Linked DNA regions of Sus scrofa: region 1 is linked to region 2. The links are chromatin contacts, called in public promoter capture Hi-C maps. All regions are on one chromosome and are shown on one strand. The core of a region is the stretch at or near the end of the contact, and the rest is flanking DNA. Distances in the headings are between cores, read along the strand shown. Region 1 holds the start of WWP1 (NEDD4-like E3 ubiquitin-protein ligase WWP1). Region 2 holds the start of CPNE3 (copine-3).

Region 1 (3,138 bases), core at 559-3,058, 160 kb after region 2:
GCAGTAGATGCTTAATAACCGTGTAAGAAAGCAGAAGAAATTTCAGCCTTCGGAAGGTAGGCAGATTACTATCTCTTGAGGGCAGAGACCTTATATGCAACATCCTCTATCGTGGCAAGCTTCCAAAAAACATAACCCTTAGTTACCGCTTTTCAAAGCCCTATGTTGTAGGTCATATAAAGAGTTTTGCATTTAAAAATGTTAATAAACTACATCAGAACTGCTCCCCCATATACTTTACACTTCTCAATTTGAAGAGCTCCCACCACTTGGCCAGTAAGTTTTCAATTTAAAAAATATTAACTATTACCTACCTTATGGCTAAAAACAAGTCACCTAAATAAAAGAACGCCTTTCTTTTTAAAAGGTCCATTTTGCTTGCATAGTACACAGAGACCTAATGGGACCCGCAAAGTGGATTTATACTTAAGCATGAACTCTTCCAGAAACCTGCATACAACTGCACACTAGGTATTTCAGGCAAAAACACCAAAGTGGGGGAAGATAACTTTGGATGTTGTTCTTTTACACTGCTTATTACCAATAGCATTTTAAAGCAGAAACACATCTTTTAAAGCTTATTTGCTACACAAAAAGATAAAAACCCGTCGAACAGAAAAAGAAAGGCACATCAAGAACCTGGAAAATACTTTATCCTGGAAGAGTAAAAGTGTCAAATTGACAGATACTCCTCTTCTTTGGTAATAAAGGTTTCATATAATCACGGGAGCAAAGGAAGCTCAACTCCGAACAGATGGAGCAAAGAAAGGGCTATGCACAAGACTGGTCATTTAAAGGTTTTAAAAGCAAGGGGCAAATTACAAAATTTATTTTAAAAAAAAGTTTAAAGGATGAAAAAAGGTCCAAGTCACAGATAAGATAAGGACTAGTAAAAACTGCAAGGTCACTGGGACCTACCAGGTCACAAAGGTAGAGGTGGGGGTTGTGCTGGGGGAGCTACAGAGTCAGTGAAGAACCCGGAGAGATTTAAACACACACACACACACACACACACACACACATCAGAAAAAGACGTTCTAAGGCGGGGAGTCCTTGGTTTGGGACGGTGGAATTGCGGTGAAAGTCAGGGCACCGGCAGTTAAGTCCACATATTCGGAGGTTTTTGGAGAGCTGTTAGGGAAAGGAAGAGAAGGTAGAGGGCGAAGGAAGCCTAAGAACTGCGGCTGCCGAGTCACGGAAACACTTCTCTCCGCTCCAGTATCATTAGCTCAGGCCTGTGCCAGGACCAAGTCAGGGCAGGACCGGCGACCCCACCCCAGAAAAGTCTCGGCCCCCGGGGCTGGAGCCAGCAGCCCAGACGGCGCGACGGGCCCAGCCTGCCCCGCGGAGGGTCCCGCCCCGGGGCGGCCGGTGCGGGGCTGCCGGCACAGCCGCGGGGGCTCCCGGCCCGCGCCCCCCGGCCCCTGCCCCGCCCCGCCTGCACCCCCCGGCCCCCGCCGCACCGCGGCGTCCTTACCCGGCGCGGAGCCGTCGGCTCCCGGCGGTCCAGCGGCCACGGCAGCGGCGGCGCCCTCACCCTTCCGCGCCCAAGATCGCCATCTCGCAGCAAGCGCGGCGGCGGCGGCGGCAGCAGCCACCCAGGCGTTGGCCCCGGCAGCCCAGGCCGCCTGCAGCCACTTGGAACCCGCTCGCCGCGCTCGCCGCCACCCGACCCTCCCCCCACCCCCACCCCGGCCACGCACCACCCCCGGCCGACCCCACGCCTCCCTCCTCAGGAGCGCGCCGCGTGCTCGCGTCGCCGGCGCCACGCTTTAAGCGCGCGCTTCCCCCGCCGCCCCGGCTCCGCGCGCTCTGCCGCGGCCGCCCAAAGCCTCTAACTCCGGACCCAGAATCCGGCTTCCCGCGAGCATGCGCAGCAAGGACGCCCCACGATGCCTTTGGAAAACTCCGCTCCTCCGGGTCTTCGGAGTGGTCGAGGGAGGGGGAGGGCCAGCCAATGGGAGAGAGGGGCAGGGCCTGAACCTGTGGAAGGGGAGGGGCCACCGCCGAGATTGGGGCAGTTGCTTCTCTAAACCGCAGGTGTGTACTGCTGACTTGACTTTCCGGTTCGTGGGCCGAAACTGTGCAGGACTTCCAGTAAGGTCCTCGGGGCACTGGCGTTCTTTTCTTGAACGCTTTACGGCGAAAGGAGACTGTTAATGAATACTCCTTCACCTACCTGAGTGTTTGACTTAGAAAGTCATTAAGAGTGAACAATTCGATTTAGCAGACGGTCAACCAGAAGGCTTCCAGTCTACTTTTACTAGTAACCAAAACGTCCACTCTCCCAACCCCACAAGAGTATAGTGATAATACTGAAAAAGTACATGTGTCAGTGCATACATACAACAATCCCATGAAGAAAAGTCTTTTATCCCCGTATATACAGTGAGTGAAGAGAAGTGCTCCAGGTTCTGTGCGTGGCTTTTAGAAGAAAGGCCACCCTGCAAATCAAAATAAGTAGTGACCCTATCACTCACCAGATGACCTGGTCTTCTACTTCAGAGATATAATAAAGGTCATCCAACATGGATTTCTACAATTCTTTGCCCAGCCGCCTCACCCAAACCACCCAAATTACCTACATCCACAACCAAGCTGACTAGTTTCCCTCTATCTCAGAGACTGGGTGTTCCTGCTCCCCTCCAAAAGATGCTCTCTACTGCTTGCTCCCTCCTGTGAGGCCCTCCTTGACATATCTTTAACTTCATCCCTCCTGTTGGGTACAGCTCTTCAGCTCTTTTCTGTCTTAAACTTTCCCTTCATTTTAAAACTTCTTTCTAGTTCTCTCTCTAAGCCTCTGAAAGAGTTGTGTACTAAGAAATCTCTCTTGACTTATCTTCCTCTCATCAGAGCTTTCAAGACAAAGATTAACATGATCTTCAAGGCTTCTTTCATGCTCACATGCTCTGTCTCTTCTCTTATGATGAACTCTTCGGAGTGTCCCGATTGTGTTCAATCTTGTCTACTTTGAAGAGTACTGTTTCCTCTAACTTTTCCCTCACATTTTTTATTGTCCAGCTCCTTTAATTTTTTTATAACTTCATTTTTATTTATTTTTTTGGTCTTTTTTGGCATATGGAGGTTCCCAGGCTAGGGGTCCAGTCAGAGGTGTAGCTGCAGGCCTACACCAGAGCC
Region 2 (3,496 bases), core at 858-3,357:
AAAAAAAAAAGTCTACAAATAGCAAAGGTTGGAGGGAGTGTGGAGAAAAGGAAATCCTCCTACACTGTAAATTGGAATGTAAATTGGTGGAGCCACTATGGAAACCAGTACAGAGGTCCCTCAAAAAACTAAAAGCAGAGTTTCTATATGGTCCAACAATCTCACTAATGGACATATACCCAGACAAAAGTATAGCTTAAAAATATACATTCACCCTATGTTCATAGCAGCATTATCTACAAGAGTCAAGACATGGACACAACCTAAATGTCCACTAACAGATGAGTGGATAAAGAAGATTTAGTATATGTACAAAATGGAATATTACCAGCCAAAAAAAAGAATGAAATTATGCCATTTGCATCAATGTAGATGAACCTAGGGACTACTATAGTAAGTGAAGTTAGAGAAAGACAAATACCATATGGTATCACTTATATGTGGAATCTAAAATATGACACAAATAAACATATCTATGAAACAGAGACTTACAGATATAGAGAATAGAATTCTGGTTGCTAAGGTTGGGGGGTGGCTTGAGAGGGAAGGATTGGGAGTGGAAGTTTGGGGTTAGCAGATACAAACTATTATATATAGGATGGATAAACAACAAGGTCCTACTGTATAGCACAGGGAACTATATTCCGTATCCTGTGATAAACCATAAAGGAAATCATATAGAAGCACTGGACTTGGAGTTAGAAGATATGGATTCTACTCTACCAACACCTATGAGCTATGAGTCCTGGGCTAATAAATCTCTTTGAGCTATAGTTCACGAGTTTATTAACTTGGGACCCCAGTTACTTAACAAGGTAGTTGGGAAGTTCAAATGAAATGTGTGTGTTAACTCACTATGTAGTATTAAAAGTACTATATAAGTGCAACCTAATTTAAAAAAACAATATCTTCCTTTACTGCCCATAATTTTTCCCCATATATTCCATATAGTAGGTTTGCAGCTTGGGTTTTCACCAACATCAACTCTGAAGCAGGATTCAAAACCTGTTTATTCCCTCTACAACAATTCCAAGCCAGTGAGAAGTAATATCGACCTTACTTAATATTTTGAGGGGAAACTAAGGGTTTTATTTCACACTTGCCATAGCATAGCAAGGCGTCAACTTCCTGTCCAGAGGCCTCCTCTCCCTAGGCTTTCTTACTAGACCAGCATGGGCTTCAGGTTCTGTGTTCATTTCTGGCATCTCTCTCCTCCCTGGGAAACTCCCCTTCCCCCCCCCCCAGTCTCTCAGTCTCTTCTATTTCCTTCTTTAGGTGGAGCAGTTTACTACTTCCAAGCATTATTTCCTAAAAAACACACCAAAATGCTCATCTTTGAAGGCAGCAGAGAATAACAAATCATTATTTTCTTGCATACGTAAATCCTCTGGCCTATTTCCCAGCTTTCAAGTCTGTTCTGGCGATCTCTCCTGCCAAAACCAAGAGACCCAGTCTGCACAAGGAGCGCCAATAAACCAGCGGCCAGAAGGGCGCTTACCACCTCAGTCCCCTCGGCCGCTAAGTCCCACCCAATCGGTCTATTTCCCTCCCCCGCCAGACCCGTGGACCGGAAGCTGCTGCGCTAAAGAGGCACCGCCCCGGAAGTCGGTGGGGCTTTCTCGGGAAGGACTGTGACTCCTTTATCTCCGCCCGGCTGGGTAGCGAGCCCAGGGGGTGAAGGGTCAGGCCTCTGGTTTTTAGATCATGGCGCTAACCTTACGACTCTGGCGCTCGCTCCCTTTGGGACGGAGCTCCGCGCGGGCACTTCGGCTCCCGACGGGTGCTGCTGGCAGCCGTGGGCGGTGCGTTCCTTGGCCACTCCGCGGCTCTGAGGTACCCTCGCAGTCCTGGCTCTCACTTCCCTCCCCTACCGGCTGGACTCCGGCAGCCCCTTCCTTCTTCAGGCTTGGTGGCCTGGCCTCACCTTAGGAACTGAAGGAACTTGGGCCAGATGTGCCAGGAACGCCCCCGGTGAAAGCGACGGACTAGTCCTCTCCCTTTCGCAAGGCTCCTTTTCCTCTCTGAAAACTGGGGTCGGAGGAGGAGGAGCTCTCTCATCTACCCGGAGACTCTGCTCTTTATCTTTTCTGTGCAAATACGGAGAGAGCAGTAGGAGGGAAGGTCTTTGACCCCTGTGAGATAATTTTCGTTTTTGATGATTGCCGTATACAGTATACAGTAACAGCACTCTGAAAAGTTTGTGGTGTTTTGGTTTTTGAAAATTTCTAGGATTCAGAAAGATTTTATATTATTTCCTTTTAAAAATTATGTTTGAGTTTATTTTATTTGCATAATGTTAAGGAAGTATGTTGGGGTGTTGGATTGTCATCCTAGTTTTGGCATTTCTCTTTTTTTACTTCCGGTACCTGTGTTATATGGAAATTCCTGGGTTAGGAGTAGGGGTTGAATTGAAGGTGCAGCCTCCAGTTTATGCCACAGCCACAGCAATGCTGGATCTGAGTTGCATCTGTAACCTACACTGCACTGTGGCAAAGCCAGATCCTTATCTTGCTGAGCAAGGCCAGGGATAGAACCTGAATCCTCAGGGATACTGTGTTGGGTTATTAACCCAATGAGTCACAAGGGGAGCTCCTGGCATGTCTGTTAGACTATTCCTAGGCCTTGGTTTGTTTAATCTCTGAAAGGGGGTTGAAAGGTGAGATGGAGCATCCGTGCATGTGATATAATTTAGGTAATAATAGCCAATACTCCATTTTCACTTCTGCATATTCTCTTTCTTCCAAGGGAGTCAGTAAGTTCAGCCTGTTACAATTAAGGGTAGTGAATATTAGAAAGCAAGGCTCATTGGGGCCCATTTTTTTCAGTTTATTAAACATTTTTTATTAAAATATAGTTGATTTACAATGTTCTATTTCTGATGTACAGCAGAGTGACCCAGTGATTTATATATATATCAATATATATATATACACATTCTTTTTCTTATATTATTTTCCATCATGTTCTGTCATAAGTGATTGGATATAGTTCTCTGTGCTATATAGCAGGACATCATTGCTTATCTAGTCTAAATGTAATAGTTTACATCTACTAATCCCAAACTACCACTCCATCCCACTCCTTCCCCTTTCCCCCTTGAGAGTTACAAGTCTGTTCTCCTTGTCTGTGAGTCTGTTTCTGTTCTGTAGATATGTTCACTTGTGCCATATTTTAAATTGCATATCACATGGTGTTTGTCTTTCTCTTCTGACTTAGTTCATTTAGTTTAAGAATCTTTATTTGCATCCATGTTGCTGTAAATGGCATTTCATTCTTTTTTATGGCTGAGCAGTATTCCATTGTATATATGTTCCGTATCTTTTTAATCCATTCATTTGTCAATGGACATTTAGGTTGTTTCCATGTCTTAGGTATTGTGAATAGTGCTGCTTTGAGCGTAGGGGTGCATATTTTTGAATGAAACTTTTGTCTGGATATATGCCTAGTTGTGGGATCACTGGATCATATGGTAGTTCTATAATTAGTTTTCTGAGGA

What was found. Promoter capture Hi-C pulls out the DNA fragments that hold promoters and counts their contacts.
Region 1: a promoter capture Hi-C map of fetal liver shows a contact between it and region 2, with 3 times the contacts expected there. The contact joins the promoter of WWP1 here to the promoter of CPNE3 in region 2. A contact is called at or near these places in 1 of 5 promoter capture datasets (fetal liver), 1 of 47 Hi-C or Micro-C datasets (heart right ventricle) and 2 of 2 datasets of contacts at active chromatin or transcription factors (alveolar macrophages and skeletal muscle).

Annotation. Positions count from the first base shown.
Region 1 is chr4:50,507,422-50,510,559 of Sscrofa11.1, forward strand. It overlaps WWP1 (NEDD4-like E3 ubiquitin-protein ligase WWP1), which reads right to left and starts at 1,809. Exons shown (of 26, transcript XM_013996633.2): 1 at 1,478-1,809.
Region 2 is chr4:50,343,293-50,346,788 of Sscrofa11.1, forward strand. It overlaps CPNE3 (copine-3), which reads right to left and starts at 2,108. Exons shown (of 16, transcript XM_021089156.1): 1 at 1,925-2,108. RMDN1 (regulator of microtubule dynamics protein 1) reads left to right here and starts at 1,594. Exons shown (of 9, transcript XM_021089160.1): 1 at 1,594-1,833. The coding sequence starts at 1,705.